2 separate regions of the Gossypium arboreum genome follow, and region 1 is linked to region 2. Evidence: chromatin contacts called from public Hi-C data. All regions are on one chromosome and are shown on one strand. The core of a region is the stretch at or near the end of the contact, and the rest is flanking DNA. Distances in the headings are between cores, read along the strand shown.

Region 1 (6,144 bases), core at 2,669-5,168, 270 kb before region 2:
TAGATTATTGCTTAAGCGATGAATTATTTGGAACATTGGAAATGAAGATAGTATTGAATCCCAATATAGTGAATGGCCCACTTTCTTCTCTATCACGACTTGGTTTCTTTGGAAGAATCGAAATGAATCTATTTTCAATCAAGTGAGTAATAACAACTATGCGCTCGTAAATTCTACTAGAGCTTGGACGAGGTCTATATTTCTTAAAAGAGTGGCAGGAAATTGGGTGTGTAACTCCATGATAAAGGGTCATTGGCAAGTTTCGAACTAGGGATCAGTAAAGGTGAACGTTGATGGTTTAGTGTCGACTTTTAAATCAAGAGCAGCCATAGGTGGAGTGGTGAGAGAGATGAATGGTAACTGGATGGGGGGTTTTGAAATGGTGGTGGGTTTATCGGATATCTTTCAGATTGAAGCTCGAGCATTACTTGAAGGCTTAAAATTTGCTTGTGCAAAGAGGTGCCGTAGAGTGGAGATCGAGAGTGATAATTTTGGGTTGGTAACCATTATTCAAAATGGGCTAGCAGTAAATAATATCTACAGTGAAGTTAGACTCATTCAAGGCCGGTTTCTTAAGGATTGAGAAGTGAACTAAGAAAGAGTAATAGGATGGCAGATTGCATTACAAAAGAAGTCCAAGGCAAAATGGAGCACTTGATTATTCATGAAGAACCACCGGAAAGTCTGAGGGATTTATTAGATTATGACAACCAGTGCGCTACATACCCATTGTTTGATGGCGATTAATTCTACTATAATCTTATCTTAAAGCTTTATTCTTTTATCTACCAACAAAAATTCCAATAATTTTTATAGAAATAGAATTAATAAAAACCCTTAAGTTTTGGTTATTTCATAACTCCAATAATAGTTACATCAAATAATATTAATTTCACTTTCATATGCAGCTTTCAAAACAGCAAAATCTCATCTAATTTTTTGTAATTTAAAGCCAAATTGTTCATAATCAAAGAGCTTAACACCCACCTAGTTTGCCCTAGAAATTGACTAAAGGGCCATAAAATAAGGACAAAGATAATGTATAATAACTCTAAATTTTATATGACCTAACACATTTATTTTTTATTTTATAACAAATTTTGCTTCTTAGCAACAAATTATATAATAATTTATTAGTTAACATCAATACAGAATCAAATACATCATCTTATTTCACTCATCTAATCTCTTTAAACATGTCATCCTCAAGTACTAATTGTACTAGTATTAGTCTTAGCTTAATCAATTTAGCAAAATTTTAATATTTTATCTCTTTGATTAATAACCACCAGTGTTGAGAGAATAAATAAAAGCATATTCTTAATAAAAGTATCATTGAAAGTAAATATCTATAACCATCAAATGCTTGGTGTAATGGTACAGCACCAACCTCAAAAAGATTGTATTAATCCTATATTAAGGTTTAATTAAAAATTGGCCTTTAAATTATACCGTTTTTCCATTTATATATTTAAAGTTTTTTTTTGTTTCAAAAGTGATACTTGAACTATCAATTTTATCTTATTTCAAATAAAATACGATAATTACGAATTAACTTTAGATACCTATAGAAATAATGGCAAACTGTTAAATAAATTTATTGGTGCTTCAAGTTTTGGTTTCAAATTTAGAATATAGTTTTTTTTTTAAATTTAGAATATATATTTTTATAATGTTATTAATTAGTTTGAATTGTTAATTATTCAATTAAAATGTTGATATGAATATTTTTTAAAAAATACCCTTTCACACATACACAAAATCAATGTCAGCATGACAAGTTTAATAACATTAACGGTAAATGGACTAGAACTGTAATTTGACCACATTGTAAGTCATAATTAATCAAAAGTTTAGGAAGATTAAGTAATTTCAGTTTGAAAAGAAGCAGTTGGATAAACTAATATCTTATTAAGAATCTATTTTCAATAGCTTAATGCCACACCAAAAATTTTATTAGATTTACATTTGGATTTAATTTTTTTCAGGATGAAAATCTTGAAAGCATGCTTAACTTGAGTTGCGAGTTGCAAGTCAATACAAAATAAATAGATAAGATAAAAAATAATTTAAAGAAAGTGATTAAGACTCAAAACAATAGTATTATACTTACAAAATACAACAAGATTAAAAGAAATGGAGATGATAAAAAGATGACAACACTTATATAAAAATACATTTAAAAAGCAACAAAAATTTAGAAACAAACAGGGATTGAAAAGACACCCTTATCGATAATTCTTGTTTTCTTTTATTATTTACATTTCAATGGCCCCCCTTGTCAATGGTATAGAAAATAAACTGCAAAAGGGAACCCCTCCCACAAGACATAAACTTGCACTCATTCCTCATTTGTTATTACATCATTGTTTTCTTATTGTAATAAAGGTGAAATGTTTTTAAGCATTGCTCCTGAAAGATCCAAGGGCTTTAATTGCTGCTGCTCTTAGGATGTATTGGTGGTAAAAGGCTGCAACGAAAGCACCAATGAAGGGTCCAACCCAGAATATCCACTGAAATAACACCACATGAATTTCATTTAAAATTTTTTTTCAATGGAAATGTAAATTTTATATTTTTAGTAAAAGTATAAAAAAAAAAAGAAAAGGAAATTTACTTGATCATCCCAAGCTTTTTCTTGGTTGTAAATCACAGCAGCTCCAAAGCTCCTTGCTGGGTTGATGCCAGTGCCAGTGATAGGGATTGTGGCAAGGTGAACCATGAACACGGCAAATCCAATGGGAAGTGGTGCCAAGACCTTAAATATATATATATATATATATATATATATTTTTTTTTTGCATACAAAGAAAATAATTACTCATAATGTTTATAATTTCAAAATTGAGAAAAAAATTAATAATAAGAGGGACTTATATGGCAAGTTGGCAACCCTCCTATATGCCTAACCATGAAAGTTCCTACTAAGGAAATTAGTGAAAAATTGATTGTGTATAACAAAATCTACATATGGACAATCTACAAAAGTAGTATCCTAATTGATCCCCTAATTTTCTTTCAATTTCTTAATTTGACTCAAATATAAATATTGATTCATTTATAGAAGAGAGAAGGGAACATACAGGAACATGGGAATCCCTTGCACTCCTCTTGGGATCAGTGGCTGAGAAGACAGTGTAGACAAGAACGAAGGTGCCAATGATCTCAGCACCCAAGCCGGTGCCCTTGTTGAACCCATCTTGGAGCTCGTTGGCACCACCTCCATAGCTATTGTAGTAAGTCTTTTGGAAAGCCTTCACCAACCCACACCCACAGATTGCACCCAAGCACTGAGCCACCATGTACAACAGGGCTCGGATCAGTGACACCTTCCGCCCCACGAACAGTCCAAACGTCACCGCCGGGTTGATGTGTCCTCCTGTTGGGTTCACACGTTTCAACAGTGTTTTCCTCACCCAAGGTTATACTAAAAGTTTGCATTTAATTATACACTCACCAGAGATACCAGCAGTGCAGTAAACAAGGATAAAGATCATGCCACCAAAAGCCCAAGCAATACCAAGTATACCAACACCACCACAATCCGGGTCATTAGTATTCTTTACCGGGTCGGTTTGGACTTTATACCCGATCACAGTCAACACCGTGACATACAAGAAAAGAAGGGTGGCAATGAACTCAGCGATCGCCGCCCTATAAAGCGACCATTTGGTGAGTTCTTCCATGTCAATCAACGGTGCCGGTGGTGGGTCATGGTAGTCCTTCGCTGAGAACTCCGCTCCGCCGCCTTGCTCCGCCGTGGTCTCAATATCTTTAGTCATATTGTGTTTTAAGCTGTGAAAATGTTCGTTTAAGCTATGGGTGAAGAGTGGTGAGAGGGAGAGGGAGAGGGAGAGGGAGTGTATATAAGGGGCAAACATAGAGGAGGCGACATCATGATGATGATAGTGATTAAGGTGATTGATTATGATGTGATTATTTTTAACATTTATTCTAAGCCGTCCAACTTTAGATTATCTTCATTTGCATGGTCCCACCCTTAACTATACATTTGTTTTTCTTTTTCTAATTTCACTATAATTTTTTTAAAGTTTTCAACTGTCTTACTTGCATTTAGGGCTAATTCTCATTTTAATCCCTTTATTAAATTGAAATTTAAAATTTAATCTCATTACTTTGGTCCTTTACTTTTATAAATGTTATTAACAATTCAAACTTGATAACACAGTTTGTTGTTATAATTATAGTGATGGTATGAATTTTTTTTAAAAATTTCTTATTCTATTACACAATCAAAGCCATCTCAAAATTCAGTTAACCATGTTCAATTAAACACTTAGGGTGTTTTTAAAAAAATTTCACATGATCGTTTTAACAATAGCTAGTCAAAGTGTGTCAATTTAAACATGCTAATATTATTATAGATTAAATATCAAATTTTAGAATTTTAGATAGACTAGAATCACAATTAATCCCTTTTACATTTAATGGATGATGCTCTTCTATAATCCACCAAACTTGTTTGATGAGAAAATACAAATTAAACATACAACTACTAAAAAGCAAAACCCTAAATAAATAAAGTAAATTCAATAATATTAAAAAATAAAAAAAACAACATTATCTTTTAGTATAAATAAATAAATAAAAGGTCAGATTCCTTAATTATTAAATGAATTATTATTTAAATAAAGCAAAACTGCTGTCGTATGGTGGGCTGGTGATAAACTTATGACTCTGAATATATACCTAAAAGCCAAATTTAATTTTTGCAAGAAAATATGAATATGTGGTTCATGTTTTGTTGTTATTGTTTAATCATTGACATGTGCATGGTTTTGATTTTCAACCACCTATTTCAATTTTCTTCTTTTCTTTTATTTTTTTTTTATTTTTTTCCCTCGTTGATTTAGGGTTAATTTGAATCACCAATCTATTTATTTCTAATGAGTTTAAAAGAAAGGTCAGAGTGAGTTTAATTAATATAGTGATTAGTTAAAAGTTTGTAGCAGTGAAATTAAAAATAAGAGTAAATTTGTATTTGGATTTAAACTCAATTATAACTGTGAAGTGGGAATAGAAATTACCTATTAAAGACAATAATAAACTTTAATTAAAATAACTCAAAAAGAATATTTTTGTAAAACAATTCTCCACCAAAGTAAATTTACTCCTATTAAAGCGTAAAGCACCAGCTAAAATTGAGGGCTATGGTGCAATTCAACTAACCCACTACACTTCACCACAAGTGTAAAGAGAAAGTTGCTTCACCGTTTATAAGGCGTATACCCTAATTCTATCTCATCATGGGTGAAATGGTATCCAGAGGGATCCTTAATCATTTTCTTGGCAGTCAAACAAATTTAGTTGCTTAAATAAAATTAAACATCCTAAATGATAAACATCTAGGATGTCTCACCATCGAATTTCTCCATCAAAATAGTTTCAAATTGGATATTTTAGATTGGAATAAATCAAATTTTAAATTTTCAAATCATTCTAAATTGATATGCATCTCAATTTAAATTAATTGAGATTTAAATTATTTTAAGTTAAAATTATTTTCAGATATTGAACAAATTTATATGGTTAACATTTTATTATTATGTAAACTTTGTTGATTGGAAAATTAATTCTTTTAGGAGAAGTATAAATTTTGTATAAAATTTTCTAAAAAATTAAAGGAGACCGACCATTTAGACTAACAATAATGCTGACAAATAATATTTGTATAATGTTTTGCAAAATGTTGACATTAATGTAAAAATGGACCCACCATTCCAACTCAATTTTACATATAAAAATCTCGAAACGTTACCCTCATAACTCCATCATCGTAGCATATAAATAATTATATGATAACTTCGTCTGTTTATTAATTCAATCATTAGTCGCGTGATAAAAAAATTTATGTACTAATGACATTAATTTCATGTTTGAGTTCCATTTCTATATAATTTCTACATTTATAAAAATTACACGACTTTGATACTCTTTAGTGTTTGATAATCATATTAAATCTTAACTAAATTTGAAATTTAATTTTTAAATAATAAGAGATTAATTTAAGAAAGTTTTAACCTCAAAATGAAATTATTTTCGAAAGACTAAAATTATAAATTAATATAATGATTAAATTATATTTTGACCTCTCAAAATTTATAGTCCAATTTTCCTCTATTT
Region 2 (6,193 bases), core at 3,231-5,730:
AAATCACGTGACTTTGACAGAACTAGGAACATCATTGGCGGATCAGAGTCCACGTGAAATGCGTTGACCACTTTTAGCTTCATCCGACGGCAAACTTTTTTTGACGAATTCAAAAAAAGGAGACGCTTCGTGTGGTTGCAGCAACAATACGTCAACTTGAAACACATAGTTCAGTGAATGAGACCTTTTACTTTACATTATTTTCGTAGGACCCACAATTTTTAGGGTAAACTGCATTCAATATCACTAAACTATTAGTAGTTTTACGTTTTGGCCACTATTATTCAAAAGGTTACAAAATTGTTATTAAATTATTTAAAAGTTTTTATTTAAATCACTAGGCTGTTAAAATCGTTGTTTTATGGCTTTTTTCGTAAAACAACTTTGAATGTCATGAATTTGCGATCCAAAATTCAAATAGCTTTCTTCTCCAATCTTCGAAACTAATGGTTAAATCGATTTGGATCTAGGTATGTTTTTCTACTCCTTGATGGATACCAATCCATTGTACTAATCGTCGAATTGTCGCTTAGAACTTGCTAGCTGAACTTTTTTTTAAGTTAATATCTCAATGACTTAAATAAAAACTTATGAATAATTCACTGACTTAAATGAAAACTTTTAAATATTTTAGTGACCATTTTTGTAATTTTTTGAAGTTAAGTGACTAAAACGTAAATTTAGTATCTTTGAGTATAGTTTATCCTTTTCTTTATAATTAAAAGTGTTATTATCTATTTTACAATTTGAATCTAATATTGTTAGGCAGAGATGAAATTGAAGATTATTCGTTGATTTAAATGAATTTTTTAAATATTTTAATAACTATTTTATAATTTTTAAAGTTGAATAACTAAAATATAGATTTACTAGTTATTTAATAACTTTGATTATAAATTATCCTTTTCTTTATTACTAGAAGTGTTGCTATCCGTTTTACTATTTGAATCCAATCTTATTTGACCGAAGTGATATTTAGGATAACTTTAAACCATACTGAGAAAACAATTTCAATTTTGGTTTAATTATTACTTAAATTTTAAAATTAGATTTTAGATTCATAATTTTATTTTCGAAAAAAATGTAGACTGTTGTAACCCAAATTTTATTTGATTTATAAATAATTAAAATTATAATATAAATATATATCTATACTTAAATTACTGAAAGTATCTTAAAAGTACTATATATATTTTTTATAAAAAATCGATAAATTGAGGATTGTAGAATTTAGTTCAAATATAAAGTTAATTTCGCATAACTTTAAAAGGGTTTTCAAACCGTTTGGCTCAAAATTTATATTTAGGATTATTTTCAAAACAATACTTCTCAAGAGATAAAATATTCATTTTAGACATAATACTGTAAATTAATATATATATAAATAATATTTAATTTTTTAATATTATAATAATTCAATAAAATGTAAAAAAATTATACTCATTATTAATACTTTAATATGAAATATTTATAATAATTAATACAAATTATTTGTAAAGTTTAATTTGAATATATAAACTATATTTAGATCTTGTACTATTAAAAGAATCAAATAAAGCAAATTTCAACAGAGTTAATATTTATTGTTTAAAATTGCCATTTATAATTTAATAGAATTATATTTCAAAGCTTTTCATGATTCTACAGATGAAATATTTAATTTAGAGTTGTACTATAAATGAATAAAAATTCATCTCTTTTTTTAAATGTTAATTTTGTTCTAAATGGCGTTATGTGATTCATTCTAATATTACATGGGTTAAATTGACCCATTTAATATTACAAATACTAATATGATCCGGTTTCTATAATAGAGGGACTTCTCAAATACTTTTATCAAATAATAATATGGTTAAAATATGATGCTAGTCTCTGTACTTCTATAGAATTTAAGATTTAATCTTTGTACTTTAGAAGTAAAAAATTCAATCCTCCTACTTTTTCAATTTAAAAATCTCATTTCAACATTACTGTCGTCAGTAGTTTCGATTAAAAAAATTCAATTTAACATGTTTATTTTTCATTAATAAAATGCCACATCACATAATGATAGCCTAAACAACATGTCAATTTGACAAACTTTTTACGAAAAATGATTAGCTAGTTTTGGAAAACTATCTAATAATTTGATTTGAGTACAATCACTTGTAATTACATAATAATAGCATATCTGGGTAACCATTGTAATTGGTGGGTCTCATTGAATAGGATGTAATTGGGAGACCTGAATTACACCTTCCAATTCTTAAGGTGAATGTGAGAATTAGAATAATTACATAGGTAATTACACCAAATCCAATTTTAAAAAGTTATTTTATACAATTTATAAAAATTAATATTATAAACATGAACACATATGAGTGTTTGAGATAATTATAACAAAAATTATTATATTATAAATTCTAAAAAATATGTTATAAATATAATTTGTGTGATTTATAAAATTATAACAAAATTTATATTATTTAAACCCTAAAACTTTTAAAGTTTACTATAAAAAATAATTTACGTGTTATAAAAGTGTTATAATATGTTTATTTATAAAAAAAATTAAGACCAAGAAGTCAGGGGTGAAGCCAGCAAACCTCTTAGGGGGCCAAAATTAAATTGTAATTTTTTATGATAAAAAAATGTAATTTTTAAATGATTAAATCAAAATTTTAGCATTTTAAGGGGCAAAGTGCAGTTTTACCTTTATTAATTTAAAATTTTAAATTGGCTAAATGAGAAATTTTTCATTTTAAGAGGATTGGGCCTCTGCCCACTCCCTAAATTTGTTCCTGCAAGAAGTATGAACATAACTTATTTATGTATCTATGCCATATATTATAAAAATAGTATACTTGTTTATAAAATGTTATATATATATTTTTAATCATAACTTGTTTATAATTTTTTTATAAAGTTATGGAAACAACTATATTATCTACAAGAAGTGTTATGAAAGTTATTGGACAATTTATAATTTTTATAAACCTTGTATATTATAAATTTTATATTATTTTTATGTAATTTACGTATTATAAAAATGATATAACCTAGCATAAGTTTTATTCAAATTAAGTTTATATAAGTTTTAGCTACGAACTATTTGAACTGTGAACCCAAATATTATCAGGTCAATGCTAATTATGTAAATATAAAATATTTTTTGCACCATATTGTGGGATATGATATAATTTAAGAAAATGGTGCCAAACACAAGCATCATAGACATCTTGCAAACTCTTTAATTTTGCGGCATTCAACGCTTTGAAATGTTATTGAGAAGATATTTGTTGTTTTAAAAAAATCCATATTAAGAATTTCACCTTAGTATAGCATAAAAAATTAAAATTGGATCGCATTAACATGTTTCATATTTCACAACTTCATTCATAAGTGGAATTGAAATAATTCTTACTTCTAAGAGTACATGGAAGAATGAGATATAGATAATTTTAACGATGCAGATTCAAATTCAGACGAATTCGATCAAGAACCAGCAGATAATGATAATGGACATATGTTAAATATTAAAAAGGGAATAACTCAACAAGAACGCACTATAATAATCAAGTAAAGTTGCATATGATTTTTATTTTTCTTATTATTTTTATTAGTAATCGATAGTCAACTAATTTTTAGACTAATATAATACATATAATGATTTGATTTTAATTTTTGTTACTTTTTTAGAAATTATTTTTAAAGTAATTAATATTTTAATATGAAATTACAATGTAATTATACTCTATCAACAGAACATGTCTAGAGAATTACAATTATCTTGTAATTACCCGTTTTAATCAATTACTCAATGATATTCAAACAAATCCTTGAAATGTTAATGATTGGACTAAAATATAAATGACTTAATTTTTAATTTTTTAAATACATGGATTAAATGTTAAAATTTATAAAACTACAACCACTAAGGGCTAGTTTGAGTGTTTAGCATTCTTGTCAAAAGTGTTTTTGAGAAATAAAATGTTAATTTTGAACATGTTATTATCAAGTAACAAATATACATTTAAATAATATTTAAATTAATTAATATTATTATATTTTAGTAAAAATATAAAAGAAATTATTATAATTTGTTGTTAATATTTTAATATATGAAATATAAATTTCAAATATTTTTAAGCAATAAATATTAATTATTTATAAAAATTAATTAGAATATATAAACTACATTTTAAATATTTAAATATAACTATTAAATATTTATAATTAATATTTAAAAAATATTTTTAATTTTTAATTAATAATTTTAATACATTTGTAATTAAACATCAAGAAAAAAATATTATCTTATTAGAGGAGTGCTCTTAAAAAACATTTTTAAAAAGCTTAAAATTTCATCTCTTATCCGCTTGTTTAGCATAATTTTTTCTAAAATACTTTTGAAACAAAAAGTATTTTTTTTGTTAACATCGCAAAATAAGCCCTAAAAAGAGAGTGTATATTTTAATCTAATAATATTTTAAAACTTTTAATTTAAATTCGAATTAAAAAGAACCAAATGAGCTATCCCATCTGGTGGACAGATGCACTATATATGTATGTATGTATGCATGTGAGTGTACATCCATCCATGATGATTTGAACCCTTCCCCTTCTTCTTGGCCATAACCATAGACATAAAACTAAAAGTAGTTTTCTGAGAATCGAAGTACTTCTTTTTTGTACTTTTTTTATTTTCTTTTCACTTGCAAAACGTTTTTTTAGCTTATTTTTCTCTTCCTTCCTTAGCTACCACTATAATATAACAGCAAAAAAAAAATTGTTTTTTTAATTTTAATATTATTATTATTTTTCTCTTTACTCTTGAATCTCCCCTTTTTTTCCCTTATTTTTCGATATTTCCTAGATTCACTGGTAATTTTTAGGGTTTACAGATCTAATCTGATACTCTGCCTACTATTTTTCTGTTCTTAGCCATGTTTTGGAAGCTCCCATCTCTATCCGCCTCTTGTCCGGTGAGTAATTTTATTTTAATTAGTTAATTATTTAAGATCTTTTATTAGAGTAAGTTTTATTAGTTGTAATTAACTTGTTAACTTTTGGTTAGATTTTTTTTTCTTTGTAGGTTTGAATCAGTGCTTTTCTTTTAACTTAGTTATGTTGAAATTTACTTCTTTTTATAATTAATTTACTTTTGGATTCATTGATGCCGTAGCAGAGTAGCTTCACTGACTTAGATTTGTCCGCTTGTTTGGAAATTTTCATTGCTCGATTCGATGATTATCTTTTTTTTTGGTTTTTTAGAAATCTTTAAGCTAGTTTATGTGGTAATGGCTGTAGTTCCTTTTATTTGAAGATGAAATATAACTGCTATTGAATCAAATTGGTGAAAATATATTAAGCTAATTATAGTTTGCTGGATTTGCTTTCTAATTGATGTTCATTCTCCATTTCCACTCATTTTCTTATGAATATTGTTGAGTGACTCATTTTAATTTTTTGTTTACTATAATTATGATTAGTTTTGTTGACTGCGATTTTCTTTGATAGGTGGAGTCGATATTAGACAAGGAGAACTTTACTTTGGAAGAGCTTCTGGATGAGGAAGAAATAATCCAAGAGTGTAAAGCTTTAAATAGTCGACTCATCAATTTGTAAATTTTTCCACTATCACATTGCGCTTTTCCAGTTTTTTGCTATTATTAATTTTTTTCTTTCTAATTAGTTTTTTTAGTATATTGCAATTGGTTGGATGCTATGACTTAAATTTTCAAGTGTTTGTATAATCTAGTAGAGAGCTAGTTCTTCATGTACTCGACTTTTTATGTGCAGTCTACGAGATAGAGCCCAGGTTGAGCAGTTACTACGATATGTTGTTGAAGAGCCTCCAGAGGATGCTGATAGCAAACGGGCGTTCAAGTATGTAATTTTCATTAAACCAGGAATAAGGAACTAGACTACTTTGTGTTTCCTTGTATTGTAAATTTTCTGATGCTATTTATTCTTTTTTGTGTAGGTTCCCGTTCATTGCCTGTGAGGTATTTACATGTGAGATTGACGTTATTCTGAAGACTTTAGCCGAGGATGAAGAGGTATGGCCTTCATTTGCATTATTGAATATGCATCTTTAGCTATGGACATTGCTATGGTTTTGTTTCATATGATTTTCTCTTTTTGGCAGTTGATGAACTTACTTTTCTCTTTCTTGCAACCAAACCGTCCTCATAGTGCCTTGCTAGCTGGT

Evidence for each region. A called contact is a pair of places that touch in the nucleus more often than the background predicts.
Region 1: a Hi-C map of leaf shows a contact between it and region 2, with 2.5 times the contacts expected there. The contact joins the promoter of LOC108480206 here to the promoter of LOC108483340 in region 2. A contact is called at or near these places in 2 of 5 Hi-C or Micro-C datasets (both in leaf).

Annotation. Positions count from the first base shown.
Region 1 is chr1:6,242,455-6,248,598 of ASM2569848v2, reverse strand. LOC108480206 (probable aquaporin PIP2-2) reads right to left here and starts at 3,918. Exons shown (of 4, transcript XM_053026731.1): 1 at 3,458-3,918; 2 at 3,084-3,379; 3 at 2,618-2,758; 4 at 2,197-2,513. The coding sequence starts at 3,881. The coding sequence ends at 2,400.
Region 2 is chr1:5,977,248-5,983,440 of ASM2569848v2, reverse strand. It overlaps LOC108483340, which reads left to right and starts at 4,480. Exons shown (of 20, transcript XM_053026703.1): 1 at 4,480-4,545; 2 at 4,924-4,964; 3 at 5,500-5,603; 4 at 5,782-5,868; 5 at 5,966-6,041; 6 at 6,131-6,193. The coding sequence starts at 4,533.